3 separate regions of the Zea mays genome follow, and all the other regions are linked to region 2. A link is a contact called in public Hi-C data. All regions are on one chromosome and are shown on one strand. Each heading gives the region's core, a stretch centred on a gene start, on an enhancer-like site or on the middle of the called end of the contact. The rest is flanking DNA. Distances are from core to core; before and after follow the strand shown.

Evidence for each region. A called contact is a pair of places that touch in the nucleus more often than the background predicts.
Region 1: a Hi-C map of leaf shows a contact between it and region 2, with 6 times the contacts expected there. The contact joins the promoter of LOC100273108 here to the promoter of LOC103632724 in region 2. A contact is called at or near these places in 10 of 25 Hi-C or Micro-C datasets (bundle sheath, ear, endosperm and 3 more) and 2 of 3 datasets of contacts at active chromatin or transcription factors (leaf and seedling).
Region 3: a Hi-C map of leaf shows a contact between it and region 2, with 3 times the contacts expected there. The contact joins the promoter of LOC111589758 here to the promoter of LOC103632724 in region 2. A contact is called at or near these places in 3 of 25 Hi-C or Micro-C datasets (ear, leaf and tassel).

Annotation. Positions count from the first base shown.
Region 1 is chr7:113,400,980-113,405,729 of Zm-B73-REFERENCE-NAM-5.0, reverse strand. LOC100273108 reads left to right here and starts at 2,309. Exons shown (of 7, transcript NM_001147557.2): 1 at 2,309-2,704; 2 at 3,226-3,395; 3 at 3,496-3,722; 4 at 3,816-3,900; 5 at 3,983-4,340; 6 at 4,449-4,506; 7 at 4,646-4,750. The coding sequence starts at 2,587.
Region 2 is chr7:113,585,114-113,589,961 of Zm-B73-REFERENCE-NAM-5.0, reverse strand. It overlaps LOC103632724 (plant UBX domain-containing protein 2), which reads left to right and starts at 3,035. Exons shown (of 3, transcript XM_008654466.4): 1 at 3,035-4,040. The coding sequence starts at 3,240. It overlaps LOC100383173, which reads left to right. Exons shown (of 2, transcript NM_001175838.1): 2 at 1-662. The coding sequence ends at 264.
Region 3 is chr7:113,342,844-113,347,735 of Zm-B73-REFERENCE-NAM-5.0, reverse strand. It overlaps LOC111589758, which reads left to right and starts at 1,989. Exons shown (of 2, transcript XM_023300650.2): 1 at 1,989-2,203; 2 at 2,342-2,414. The coding sequence starts at 1,989. The coding sequence ends at 2,414. It overlaps LOC103632720 (transcription factor MYB20), which reads right to left and starts at 3,580. Exons shown (of 5, transcript XM_008654463.3): 1 at 2,756-3,580; 2 at 2,582-2,665; 3 at 2,347-2,497; 4 at 1,664-2,208; 5 at 333-1,525. The coding sequence starts at 1,796. The coding sequence ends at 756.

The sequences.
Region 1 (4,750 bases), core at 1,060-3,559, 180 kb after region 2:
CTGATTTTTAGTAGATCTAGACACTGGTCCCCAGCGGAGTCGCCAAAAAGTGTGTTGGCGCTGATCTGGGCGCCAAACACCAAGAGATGAACTGCTTGGCGGTGTTCTCTACGGAGGCGTGGAAGGTTTGTGACCCTGGGTCGGATGGTCCGTGACCTGCACATGAGCGACTCCTTCTCTGAGTATGTCTGGACGGTTTGCAATGGCGTAGAGTGTCGTTTTCTTCGCAACAGACCTAGATCTCACTTCCCAGGAGGGACTCCATCAGGGGGAGAGATCCTAGGGTGTGTCTTAGAGTCGATAAGCCACCCAAGATGCCTCTAGTCGACGTAGAGCCGAAGAGAGGTGAAGATTTGAGGTAGAAGAAGGCTAAATTAGGGCTACTCCTGATGCATAAGGTAAAGATGATAAGTAGAATTGATTGGATTGATTGTGTGAGGTTCAATCGACCGTGACCCTTCATTTATATAAAGGGGGAGGTCTAGACCCGTTACAAGTCGGTTCTCGAGTTAATCCATAAGTTTAACTAATAACAAATCTCATAAGAAATCTGGAACCCTAACTGATTCTGCGCACGCACGGACGGTTTGCGCCTCTACGACGGATAGTGCGGACCACGGACCGTCCGCCAGGCACATTTAGTGCTCAACACCTCTACATCATACACAGCGTACATATCTTGATGCCAACTTCGGCGCCACGTTAGAGCCATTGTGGTGTCTAAGCTATTTATGGTGTAATAACTCAACAATATGATCTATGTCGTTAAGTCGTATAACTTCGATGCCATAAGTGATAGTGTTGACTCTTAGGCTATCCTGAGTAGTAGTTTCGTGAGAATTTTCAAACATTAGTTAGATTGCCACGTCAGATTTTTGGATGACATAACACCATATTTATCTTGAAACGAATGGACATAGTTTCATCATCATGAAACAATATCAACTTATTTTGAAGTTATTGAAAAACACATGAAACCACCATTGAGAGCAATTTTTTTCATTTCATACATTTTTATTGGTCATTTCGATGCAACATTTAATTGACATTTTAGCATGTAAAATCATGAACTAAAACTTTTGCATGTTTTATTCTTTTTTCATCTCATTCTTGATGGTGCGCAATATTAAGAATAACACAATGAAACTCTTATTTGGAGTAGCCTTAGGCTATTCCTAACCCACTATTTCTTATCACGATATACAACTTGCCAAATCATATGTTGCTATACAAGATATAGTTGTCCTAATTATAATATCATCTGATGTTCAATAGTCTTACAGGATTATTAAATGTTAGATGTATACAAGAGTATGAATCGTGCCTGAGCGACATCTCTATTAAAATCTTTATTCTCTTTCCTCTTTACTCACATGTCACATCAGCTTTTCATTCTACCTGGCATATAGCCATATACTAAATGAGTAAGATACCATTAATCCAAACACATTAATAGTTGTATTAGAGATACGAAATTAAAATTAAGGGTATGTTTATATCTCTAGTGCTAAAGTTTAGCGGCTGCTAAAATTTAGCATGTGCTAAACATTAGCACTTGAGGACTGTTTGGATAAAGTGCTAAACTTTATCAACTGCGGCGGCCAATGGTGGGAGAGTGAAAGGGGTAATCCATGCAAAATAGGATTGGAGACTATTTTTAGCATAGTTTTATCATCTTTGGTTGAGCTAAAGTGCTAATATATGCTAAACTTTAGCACAACACTTTTTGTCACATGTTTGTTTCTTTAGCGTCTAAACTTCAGAAGAAAAAAATATAGTGCTAAAGTTTAACGAGAAAACAAACGGTCCTAAAACAAGGTTAAAATGTAAAAAGTTCGGTGGCCTCGTGAATCGTGGTCCGGAGCAGAACTCACGTGGGACCCGTTCCCCGCGCAGAGAATCCCGAGGCCCCACCGCGGGAGCCACTGGCCGCCCACCACGGTTCACCTCGTGCGCTCTCCTTCCCGGACACGTGTCGTCCTATCAACGACCCGCCCACCGCGTCTGAGCCACGCTGGACGCTCGGTCGCCGCACACTCTTCCACCGACATGCGGGGTTCCATTCCTCTCCGCCCAAAATGTCAGTGGCGTTCGACGTAACCAGGCAGAGTGCAGCAGGAAGGACGTTGTGTCGTACCACGTGGGGGACTCGACCGGGGGAACCGGTAAACGTGGCGCGGGCCCCGCCGAGAACGACGCGAGCGATCCGGTCACCGCGGCCCGGGCCCGCTGGCCCCTAGTCGCCACGCGAACCACTCCTTTATTTCTTTTGTTTCCTACTCCTATTTTTAATTATTTTTTTGTTTCCTAATGCCCTCGTTTTCAATTAAAAAGTGAAGCGCAAGCCATTAAACAAACACAAATAGCACACACGGGCACACGGCAGGCCTACAACTACAAGAGGAGAGGAGAAGAGAGAGGAGAATTTTCAATGCTGCCGCGCACCGTCATCACTAGCTAGTGGAGGGGCGGACGAGAAGGCGAGGAGCTGAGGGGAGAGAGGCTTCACAGAGCTTGCTTGAGCCTGGAGGGGGCTGCCGCTGTTTGTCTCTCCACTCCACCCACCAGCAGTTACCTCGGGAGGGCATGGCAAAATCTGGTGCCTCCTTTCCGGAGTCCAGTTGGATGGAGAGGGATTTCCTGGCCGCGATCGGCAAGGAGCAGCAGCACCCGCACAAGGAGGAGGCAGGCGCGGAGGAATCTGGTATGCTCCCGGCCTCCTTTCGCCGCCTGCCGCGCTGCGTTTCTTGATCTGTGCCCGCACCGAGCCGTGCCCTAGTTTCTTGCCGTGCTGGGGTTGGGTTCGCTCCATTCGGTGCGGCGAGATGCGGCATGGGTGCGCTGCGAAATTCAAGCGTCCCTTTCCTCTCTCTCTCTCTTTTCTCTGTGTGTGTTTTGTTGCTGATTACTTTATCTTCGCAACAAAGAGTGTGGGCTTGCTTGGCTGGCATGCCTGCCGAATTCCTTTTGACGGCCGGCCTGCCGTGTACGCTCGATTGTGGGGAGAGTTAATACGTGAAGAAAGCGACGATGTTTCCGGGAGAGGCTGGCCGAGCCTTTCGGACAGCCGCGCGTGTCGTTAGTTGATTTCGAGCTGCTAGTAGTCTGATCGCTCGTGTGGGATGGGGATGGTTAACGGATCCATCTCTGGGTTCTTGCTTTGCTGTGTGTATTTATGTGCCGGCGTCTGATTGTCAGAGGCATGTGTGCAATCTCTCTCCCCAGCTTACTTCGGCGGAGCAGGAGCAGCAGCAGCAGCCCCGGCAATGGACTGGTCCTTCGCTAGCAAGCCCGGCGCCGCCCCGGCGTTGATGTCGTTCCGGTCAGCTTCGTTCCCCCAGTTCTCCTCCTTCGACGGCGCCAAGAACCCGGCCCCTCGTATCCTCACGCACCAGGTTTGCGCGGCTGCCCTTCTTGGTTCTGGTCCATGTCAGCTTCCGAGTTTTTACTGATACATCTAGGTCCCTTTTCGGGCCTCTGATGATGCTTTTGCAGAGGTCGTTCGGCCCCGACAGCACGCACTACGCCGCCGCGCACCGCACGCAGCATGCGCTGAACGGGGCTAGAGTCACTCCGGTCTCGTCGCCGTTCAACCAGAACAGTCCGATGTTCAGGGTCCAGAGCTCGCCTAGCCTTCCGAACGGTACTGCGTTCAAGCAGCCGCCTTTTGCCATCAACAACAACGCTGCGGCCAGTTCTACTGTTGGTTTCTATGGAACAAGGTACTCCTGGTTTATCTGCTGTTACCACAGTGACTTATAAAAGTGGCTGTGGAATTAGTATCGACTGAAACATTGCTTGTTTTGCCTGTGAAGGGATGTGGTGAGGCCAAAGACAGCACAATTGACGATCTTCTATGCTGGTTCTGTCAACGTATTCGACAACGTCTCAGCTGAGAAGGTATAATTTCTCATGGCCTTTCCATTTTGATGCTAATTTGCTTTGCATTTAAGCTCCTTCATTGACATTTTCCGTTCCACAGGCTCAGGAGCTCATGCTCTTAGCCAGCAGAGGGTCTCTTCCAAGCTCAGCCCCCGTGGCCCGTAAGCCAGAAGCTCCTATTCTCGCTCCAGCAAAAGTCACAGCGCCTGAGGTTTTGCATGCAACACAGATGCTGTTTCAAAAACCACAACACGTTTCTCCACCTTCGTCTGCCATCTCCAAACCAATCCCTGGCATCTTGCAAGCTGCAAGTCTCCCCAGGAGCGCCTCGAGCTCTAACCTTGACTCCCCATTTCCAAAATCTTCAGTGCCATTTCCTGTTTCTCCTGTAAGTCAGGCTCCGAGAGCTCAGCCTGCAACCATTGCCGCTACAACTGCAGCAGCAATAATGCCTAGAGGTACCGTTGGCTGTTTATGGTTTGCATAGCACCAACTGGCTATCATTGGAGTATTCAGTAATTCTGGTTGCTCATTTGTTGTATTGAAATTGTCATTGTCTGTTGCAGCTGTCCCTCAAGCTAGAAAGGCGTCCCTTGCTCGATTCTTGGAGAAAAGAAAGGAAAGGTAGAATCCATATTCTTGCTCCCAATGTCCTAAAAACAGGGCATTGGTTTCCGAGTGCATCGCAGCACCTTAATTCCTTACGACATATTTGCATTTGCGTTCCAAAGCTGGTTCTGATCTGTGTATACTTCTCTTGCAGGGTGACAACTGCTGCACCTTACCCATCAGCCAAGAGCCCGATGGAGAGCAGTGACACGTTTGGCAGTGGGAGCGCCAACGACAAGTCATCATGCACAGACATTGC
Region 2 (4,848 bases), core at 1,786-4,285:
GCGTCTTCCGTCGTCACCACTGATGGCAATGCCGTGCCTGTGAAGCGTGGGCGCGGACGCCCCCCAAAGCTCAAGGACCCCATCAATGTGGCCACTGACCAGGCCACCAGCGGCATGCTCAGCCCACGTGGCCGTGGGCGCCCGCCCAAGAAGGCCAAGGTCGCCGTGGAAGATCCCAGAGGTGAACCTGCTGCAGCTCGAGACGTTGTTGTTGATGCCAGTGCTGTACATGTCAAGCGTGGGCGTGGACGGCCCCCAAGATGAGTCCTGCTCCTGCAGCTGCAGTGACTGGGAAGCCGTCTGAGTCTTAAACCATGAAAATTGAATCCTATGGTGGTAATGGTTTGGGAGTAGCTTGGTGTATCAAATTGAGTTCTGAACTATCTTATCCAGTTGGGTGCATAGCATCGGAAGACTAATCTCAATAATCGAGAAATTTGCTGTTTTGCCACTCTCAAATTTGGCTGCTTGTTATTATGCCATCTCGTGTCTATGACTGGTGGGACCGTCTGTGTCTATGATTTGTGGGTCCGATGGCATACTGGCGAAGCCCACAAATGATAATGGCAAAATTGCCAATGGCTCCTCAATAATCTGGATGGTTTCTGTACATTGAATGGCGGATGATGCGTAATAGTTGACTGCTGCTGAAGACTTGACTTAATCATTGCTATTTTCTTCTCATTGTTGCGTGTTAATTCCATCTTAGCATTATCCGTCAACTATTTGAGTTGTTACTTGCACCTCTGTATGGAATTCGTTTATCTTTTCATCATCAAGGTATACATGTTATCTACTTATCTTAAGGGTGGTTTATAGGAATTGCTTAGAGCTTATCTGTTATGTGTCAGATGGATGTTGACTTAAATTTTTTAATGTAAATAAACATTATTTTCTAAGTTCATCCTTGACGCTCAGTTCAATGAATAAGTGATTTGGTTGTTAGTTGCCATTACTATCACACAACCGTGTTATGTGAAAGTATTTTTTTACATTTGCTTGTGAACTGGAAGTTGATCATTTTCTTAACAATGGTACTAACAAAAAAAAAGCTTTGGTATGTATCTTGAAGTTTTTCCGTGTTTGAGTGCCCTTAATTAGTCTAGGTGTCACAGCATGGTTGATTGCAGTCTGATACAATACGATTTGTGGTAGTTTCATACTTTTGTACCATGGTTGGATTGGTACATGACAGTGTAGAGAATAATTTAGTTTTTGTTGTCAATGATTTGAGCTATCAGTTTGACTTCAGTGTTACTAAGATGTGCTGGACGGCTTGTCAAAATATTGCCAGTTGCCACATTGTTCTAGCATGGTGGCTTGACTCTATTTTTTTAAAAGCCTTGTGCTAATTGCTGAACTATGATAGTAAGGTTGTACTGCTGCTTTGTTCAGGATCATTAAAGCATACATGTTATTTTGGTAGGAGAGGTTTGTATGTATCTGTTGGAAAATGAACTAGAACTCTAGTAGTATAGTTATCACTTATCACTTATTTTTTTTTACCTATAGTTCATCCTAAATAGTCAGCATTGCGTCAATTTGGATTGTCTGGGTGTGCTTACAATTGTTATTTTAAGCATGTGTTCAATGGATATGTGATATGATTGTTTGGCAAGTGCCTTTACTATCACAACTTCAGAAGAACATGTTTAATGGAAATAGAATTTTATTTCCACTGTCTTTGAACCGGAAGCTAACCATTTGTCAGAATTAACCCGTTAGTTATAATGCTTGCGATAGCTTGTTTCTTTTGGACAGCTGTAGTATTAGAGATATATTATCTGAAACATTTTTCACACGGATACAATATTGTGTTTTTTCAGGTTTGAGTGTCTTTTTTTGACAAGGGTTTTGAGCATGGCCGGCCCTGAGAATTTGGAGGCCCTGGACGGGACAAAAATAGGGGCCCATTGACAATAAACATAACAAGATTATACACAATTGCAACTATAATACTGACAAAATTATAACACGGAGGTCATTTAAAAGTTTCTTCTAACATTCCTAGATGCAAAGTCAGTGATGATAGAGTCAGTATCAATACCATCCAACAGGTGCTTCTCAATGCAAAAGGTTGCCAAAGACCAAACCATTTAATATTTCTTAGTACATTAGTGACCTCAAATAGTTATTCAATAGCTTCAACTTAGAAAAGTTTTTTTTAGCTTATGCGGCAGTCAAGGCGTAGTCAATAGGATTCAAAGAAGCAATAAAAACATTAGGATGATGTCCTTAAAGTCAAATCGAATTTGATACAATCAGAAACACAAGAACATTCTATTAGGATTTAGGGACTAGTTTGGAGTTCCATTCTTTACAACTGAAGCGCGACGATAGGCCTAGGGTGGGCGGCGATCGGTTTGCTTATCCGAGTGTTTGCGGGGCAGAGGGAGCAATTGATGTGTGGAGGGCGAGGGCCAACAATTCGTGACTCGGGAGCGGTCACTGGCCGTCTGCCGCATGTGCGTGCGAACTACTCGCCTGGAGGCATAGAAACGTTGAGCGGTCAAGGAGAAGGCACTAGAGCATGAGTGATTGATTGCATACCTGATTAATAGATTTTTGGGCCAAACTATAGACTAATATATATGACATATAGTAGGTTGTATGTAGATGCCCTCTGATTTTTGGAGGCCTGGTGCAGCAGCACCACTCGCACCTACTCAGGGTCGGGCCTGGTTTTGAGCGTCCTAGCTGACTAATGTATGATGATACCACCCTGCACGTGTCCTAAACATGACGTAGGGACAACCTTGTATGTGAACAGTGCAGTATATAATACAAAACAATGTTTTGAGACATAACTGCTGAACACGGTTTTAGGTGTGAAACTGTGAATGGCATTGCTGCTTCTGTTCAGTGGCATGCCGCCATGGCTTCCGAATCCCGACGCGTGAGAAACGCTAGAGGCCCATTTTGGTTCCCATGCCACTACCGGGCTTTGACAGTGCACCAGCCCGTGCAGTCGAGCAAGGTATTGCGGCCCGCCATACAGTCAGGTCAGGAGAGAAGATGCCTTCGAAGCTACTCCATGAGTACAACCGCACAAACAAACGATTCCACAAGCTGCTTCTCCACTGCTGCTGCTCTCGCCTTTATTGCTACTTCGTTCTTCCTCGTTTGCTTCGTCCCCGCGGCGACAACATCCACCACCAAGTCGTCCACTCCGCGTGAACGCATCCACGCTCCAATCTCATCTGTTCGCGGCCGCCTACGCTTCCTCCGCCTCCAGCGCCATGATGAAGGACAAGATGAAGGGTTTCATGAAGAAGATCACCTCCTCCGGCTCTGGGACCCCGTCCTCATTCAAGGGCACCTCCCACGTCCTCGGCTCCGGCCCCTCCCCCTCCTCCTCCTCCTCCCACCCCGCTTCCCGCCCCTCAGACCCTAGCGCAAACCCCAAGCCTGCCCCTAAGCGGCCCTCGCCACCTCCCCCGCCCACTTCAACCACCGATTTCACCCCGTACACGCCCCTCGTCTCCTCCTCCTCCTCCTCCTCCCGCCGCTCCGTCGCGAATGGCACCGCGGCCGCCGCCACTATCGCGTGCCCCAGCTGCGAAGACGCGTTCCCTTCCGAGCTTGCCGTCACCGAGCACCTCGACGGCTGCCTCGCGTCCGCGGGGGGCGCCCGCGCGCGCGCCGCCGCGTACCTCGCTGCCGACCCACCCCCGCCGCCCGCTGCCGTTGAAGTGGTCAAACGCCTGCTGGGCAACCTGCTCCGGGAGCCCAGCAACGACAAGTTCAGGCGGGTGAGGCTGGGCAACCCGCGGATCAAGGAGGCCGTGGCGGACAGAGAAGGCGGCGCGGAGCTCCTGGAGGCCGTCGGGTTCAGGGTCGGGGATGAGGGCGGGGAGCCCTTCGCCGTGATGGACGAAGTGCCCAGCGACGCCAGGCTCAACGGTATCAGGAGGGCCCTCCTCCTGCTCGAGGGGGCACACTCCTCTGCGGCTCCAGGGAAGGTGGAGGCTGAGGCCAAGGAGAGTTGCAGCAATGTGCCTGATGTGCTGCAGGACGGTGCTATGACAATTGATCGGCAGGTAAGAAGAGGGTTCCGTTGATAATAAGGCCTTTAATTGGTTGGCTAACACAAAGCTTTCATTACCATCAATCAGCACAGTATGGTTGGTTGATTTACTTATGTCATGCCATTTTTACATGAACTGCCAATTTTATGCTTGTTTCGTTGCGCTGTTAGCTAGCTTCATTAGGACTTAGGAAATAATAGTCAGTTATAACATATTTCACCTTTTGAACTATTATCTCAAAAAATTTGCTGTTAGCATAAACATAGAAGTGTAGAACAGTGCAAGATTGTAAAGGCATGTACCTGGAAGATCGTATGTCTTACCAAATGTGTAACCATTTCTTGAGGTATTAGTGGGACAATAACTATAAATTAAGGGATATCAGAAAAAGATCCCTGCTGTACAGCGCAGAGGGATCAATTCCCTTGTTGTGCTGGTGGCATGGTGGTTGTGGAAACAACGGAATGAATGTGCGTTCGAGGGGGCTACTCCTCGCAGCAGTCAGACTATTCAAAACATCAAAGACGACACTCATCGGTGGTGTCTGGCAGGCGCGGGAGGTCTGCGCACATTTTGGACTTAGTTTTTGGCGGCTCCTAGTCGTTTTTTTCTAGATGGATCATTTTGTGTATTTTCGTTTTTGGCCACCGTAAGGTGGTTTTTCTTTGGATGTTTAGATCTATTTTAGACCTTTTTCTGTCCTCTTAATATATTTAATGCGCAGTTCTCCTGCGCGTTTTAGAAAAAAAAAGAAATACACAGACAGGACTGACTAATACATATGGCCTCCTTTTAGTTTTCTGATATTCATGTTTACAAT
Region 3 (4,892 bases), core at 740-3,239, 240 kb after region 2:
TTATCTGCTATATTTTTAGTATAGATGAGCGAGTCGAAGAGCGTTCTATAAGTTACAGAGTAAAAACAAATTCTACACTAATACATAAAATCATTTTTATCCTCCACCCATGAATTTGAAATAGTCTTATATCTGAACTTTGTAAAGTGGTGGAATATCATACTCAAAGCTAAACAAGTTACTTTATTAGCCGTGAATTTCAATTTCCTTAAATTTAGAAAATTGGGGTTACCAAACTGGCCCTAGTATTTCCTTTCCAGATCGAACGAATTCAAGTCTCTATCAGGGTTGAATAACAGCAGCAGCCAGCAGCACGCCTGCAGCGGGTCAAATTAAAGGGTAATATGAGAACCACCGGAACGCCTTGATTTCTAGTAGAAATTAGACATTCGGTACAAAGTGGCCTGGCTTTATTATTCCCATTTTCAACGTACGTAGAGGGGTCTTGCATTGTCCAATAAACAATCCACGGAAGGGTTCTCCAATGCCAAACAGCACTGGCAGATTGCTAACGAACATTTTTTTTTCTCTCCAACTGTTCCTTTGCAAGTTGTGGTCGGCCCGGCCAAAGGTTTTAGAAAACCAAGAAACCGGGCGTGCAACCACTTTCATCTCTTTCTCTTGCTTATTTTCAACGGCCGTGAGTGCTCTGGTCTGTGCAACGCGAACTGCTCGATCGTAGGCCGGGGATGACGTATTAATTAACTACATCTAATCTAATGACGATCGAGGAAGAAGTAGATCATCTCAGCGCCTCAGAACAGCTCGACCCTGCCGTCGTTGTTCCATGCCTCCAGCTGGTGATCGAACAGAGCGTTGTTCCTCTGGTAGGCGAGGAAGGGGTTGTCGTCCTCGAACTCCCACGGCGTCGTGGCCAGGCCGGGCACCACGTCGTCGTCCAGCCACATGGACTCAGGCCACTCCACCATCTGCAGCGGCCGCTCGCCGTCGGCGACGCTGCTTCCACCAGCTCCGCTCGACGACGGCGCTGTGACGACGGAGGCCGAGTGAGACGACCGGGACGCGGAGGAGGAGGAGGAGGGCGAAGAAGAGTCGTCGGGAGAATAAGCCGCGGGTGGGAAGTCGTCGATGTCGTCAAGGAGGTGCGCCAGCATCTCCTCCTCGTCGGTAAAGAACGGCGCCGTCTCGTGCCCGATAATCGGCGTAGCTGCTGCCATCATGACCGCGTCGGCCTTCTCCCCCTCCTCCTCGGGCGACCCGCCCGTGTCCTGCTCCTGCTGAGTCGGAGGAGGAGCTGCTGGCTGTGGGTGGAGGGGCTTGTGGGTGGCAGGGTCGATGCCCATCTTCCTCAGCTTCTTCTTGATGTGCGTGTTCCAGTGGTTCTTGATCTCGTTGTCCGTGCGTCCCGGCAGGTGCGACGCGATCTTGGACCACCGGTTGCCCAGCTGCGCGTGCAGGTCGATCACCGTCGTCTCCTCCTCCGACGACAGCAGCCCGCGCTTGAGGTCCGGGCGCAGGTAGTTGGTCCACCGAAGCCTGCAGCTCTTTCCGCACCGCAGTAGCCCTGCCCATTATACAGAGAGAGAGAAAGTGGGTTCATCGTCATGTCGTTGGCGTCTTAGCGTGCATGGAAGCCTAATAGTATGAGCCAAATTAATTAACACGATGGAAGCGGGATGGTCAGTCAGGCACGCTCACTCACCGGCAAGCTTGGGCACGGCGCGCCAGCAGCACTGGCCGTTGGTGAGGAGGAAGGTGACGAGCTTCTCGTCCTCCTCCGCCGACCACGGGCCCTTCTTCAGCCCCACCTTGTCGCAGCACGGTTGCCTCCCCATTGCTCAGTTGGTTTAGTTGTAAAGAAACGCTCAGAGAGAAGCAAGCAGATCGCCAAAGCTGGCCGTAGCTAGCTTTGCTTTGATGTGGCTAGGCAAGCTAACTTGGCGGTGCAGAGGGAAAGGCCATTGCCACCTTCCTTTATAAAGGACGAGGAAGGAGAAAGACGACGACGCCCGCGGCGAAATCAGGTAATGACTAGCGAGCTAGCAAGTGGATGCGGTCCTTTGTCCAGGACGGAATACGCGTGTCTCCTGGATGGCCGGCCCCACGGTGTAGGTCGTGTTGCGCTTGGCCTGGTTGCTTCGCTGCTCGCGGGTCCCTTTCGCTTGCTTTGCACGGGCTGCTACGTGAAGCGGCTTCCATTTGCGCTTTTGTTTACTAGAAAAAGAGGCGCGCTTCGCGGCGCCCTACCTACATTAGCCGAATGCATTAATAAACTTAATTTAGTGCGATTCAAAGTAGACACATAAAATAGACCGGTTTGGTATGAACAAATGGCAAAGTTCTTTAAAAAAATAGAAGTACAATGCAAATGAATGATAATTTTACCATGGGAAACTCAAGCATGCCAGACTAATCTAACTCAGCAAAGCACGTCACAGTTTGCTGCAATGTAGAGTAAGATGCTCAGCTGAATTCTAACGTTTCATTTTTAGTGGAGCACTTCTTCGAGCTTGAAATCCACGTATATCACGACGAGCTGCCGCACGACATAGAATTAATTAAATCTCAAAACCATCGAATCGCAAGGCAAAGGGAGTAGAATCTGTACTGAAGCAGGCACCTGCAGGCTGCAGCTACACGCCTGCAACTTCTTCTGGAACTGGATGTTCACCATTTGCGGCTGTACACTTGAGCCCCATCAGACCTGAAACCAAATCGTAGATTTTAAAAACTCTGACCTTCTAGCTTCAACTAATTCAACAAAGAATAAAAGCGATGAGCAATTGTCACTAACTGTCGGCAGGTGTCAAGGTTGTTGTCGTGCAGGGCCGTGACACCGTTGCCAGCCCTGTAGGAACTAACGCTCCACGCGGCCGTCTTCGCCATATCTCGCATGTCCGCATCCACAGTCAGCTTCGGGCTCCCCTTCAGTCGCCCAACGCCTGGTGCCCCCGCTGCTACTGGGGTCATCGGTCGCCGCCTCCTCCTCAGCGCCATATTCCATCGAACCAATGCAACGGGAGGAATTAGAGAAGCAGTGAAGCACACTCACCACGGCAAACTCAGAGTCTTGGACCGTCAGATAGGATAGGGCGAGAGACGGTGTGAAGGGAATCGGGACTGGGTGGCGCTTGACGGCTTGGAGCTGTGCCTGAAGAAGGCGAGAGCTGGGTGTACCTGGAAGAAGGCGACGCTGTGGAACAGGATCTGGGGAACATGGCGATGGCCTGCGCCACCTCGCCCGGGCTGGCCTCCTTGCGACGGCGGAGGCTGTGGCGGTGGGAGGAGCTCTAGGCGGGCCATGAAAGCGTCGTGGTCAGGGCGCGTATGGTGCCTCAATCGCCGCGCTGCCAGGAGGACGCCCGCGATGCTTAGGCCAAGCAGTACCAGAGGTTAGCGGCGGACCCTGAGGATGCCATGGTCGATGGGACGGGCTGGGCTCGTCTACTCCGCGCGGGCAAGGGGGGATTCGAGGGCTAGGCCGGGTTTTAGCACGATGCTTGGGGGTTTTGAGGTGAGTGTACATGTGCAGAGGAGGAGGATGGATGGCGGGGGCTGGAAGAGGAAGTCGAGGCGGCGTGAGAAGAGGCCGTGCGGTGGATGGATAATACCCAGGCGCTTGGTTTTCTCGCAGACCTAAAACTATGACCATGTCGGGCAGCACGCTGGACACCATCGAGCCATGCGACGTTGTCCTCGGTGAGGACGGTCACTGCTCATGACCATGCGGGGCACTGTCGAGCCGTGCGATGTTGTCCTCGGCGAGGACGGTCACTGCTCCCATCCCGCGTGTAGCTCGACCAAGAACAACGAACAAAGGCGTGGTTTCTCGCTGCATCATGGGGCCGAATGGAAAGTGCAGGCGAGACTGGAGGGATCCCGTCACGCGGCCGAAGCACGCTCGCTAGCGCGAAGCGCGGGCGTGCGCCCAAAAGGGGTCAAGTTTTAATAGAAAAGATTTGGTTGGACATAGTTTTCTAAGTTTTGTTTGTTGGATGGGGGCGAGATAATATATGTTAGTTTCAGTATATAAGGATATGTTTGGTTTAAGGTCAAAATATAATGAGTTGTGGTCATCCTTGATTTGGGGTAGGGTCATCTCTAATAGTCACCATTTTTTGTGGATGGAACTGACTTAGTTTTGTTTGGATGGTCACTGGTTGATGGAACCAACTCAGTTTTAGCTTCACGAATGTTGTTGTCTGTTCAGCAAATGGTGATCAACTATCACCTTTTCTGTTTGTGAATAATACAAGATGACCTAGTATTTCATGCAGAACACAATATTACAATATAGTAATAAAAAAATTGAGCATACACCATTACAAAACAACGTTTCAAAACAATATTTCAAAACAGTACTTCAATGTTTGAAGCAAGTCAGGTGGTAGGTCACCTAAACCAGTCTTCTCAATAGCCATTGCAAGCCTTTCAACACCATCTTTGAATGCTCGAATCAGCCCTGCCTCTTCATTACTAGTAACCTTTCCCTTCTTCCTAGATCTAGGAGCTGAGGATGAAGTCCCAATACCATCTGTAGGACTAGGAACAACATTACCATCTCCCTCATCAATCTCTGTTTCAGCCATACCGTTTCCATCTTCAGTCCCTATAGCTTCACTTGATCTTTTTGCATACTTTCATTTAGCCATATCGTTTCCAAAGATAGTGAACATTTCATTATAGTTCTCTAAAGGCTTGTTTAAAAACTTAGCATTAGATTTGTGATCTTACATATAAAAGTAACAACTTGGTGATTATTCCTCAACATTGGATTTAGCATGAAGGAACATGTAAAAGTAACAACTTGGTGATTCACATGTTGCATGCACGACAAGGGAAAAACGGCCAACACTGTCAGTTGCATACCTTTGAGTTGCATGATTGATTGTACAAATAACTATAGACTTGTCGTGTCTTCACCATATAAT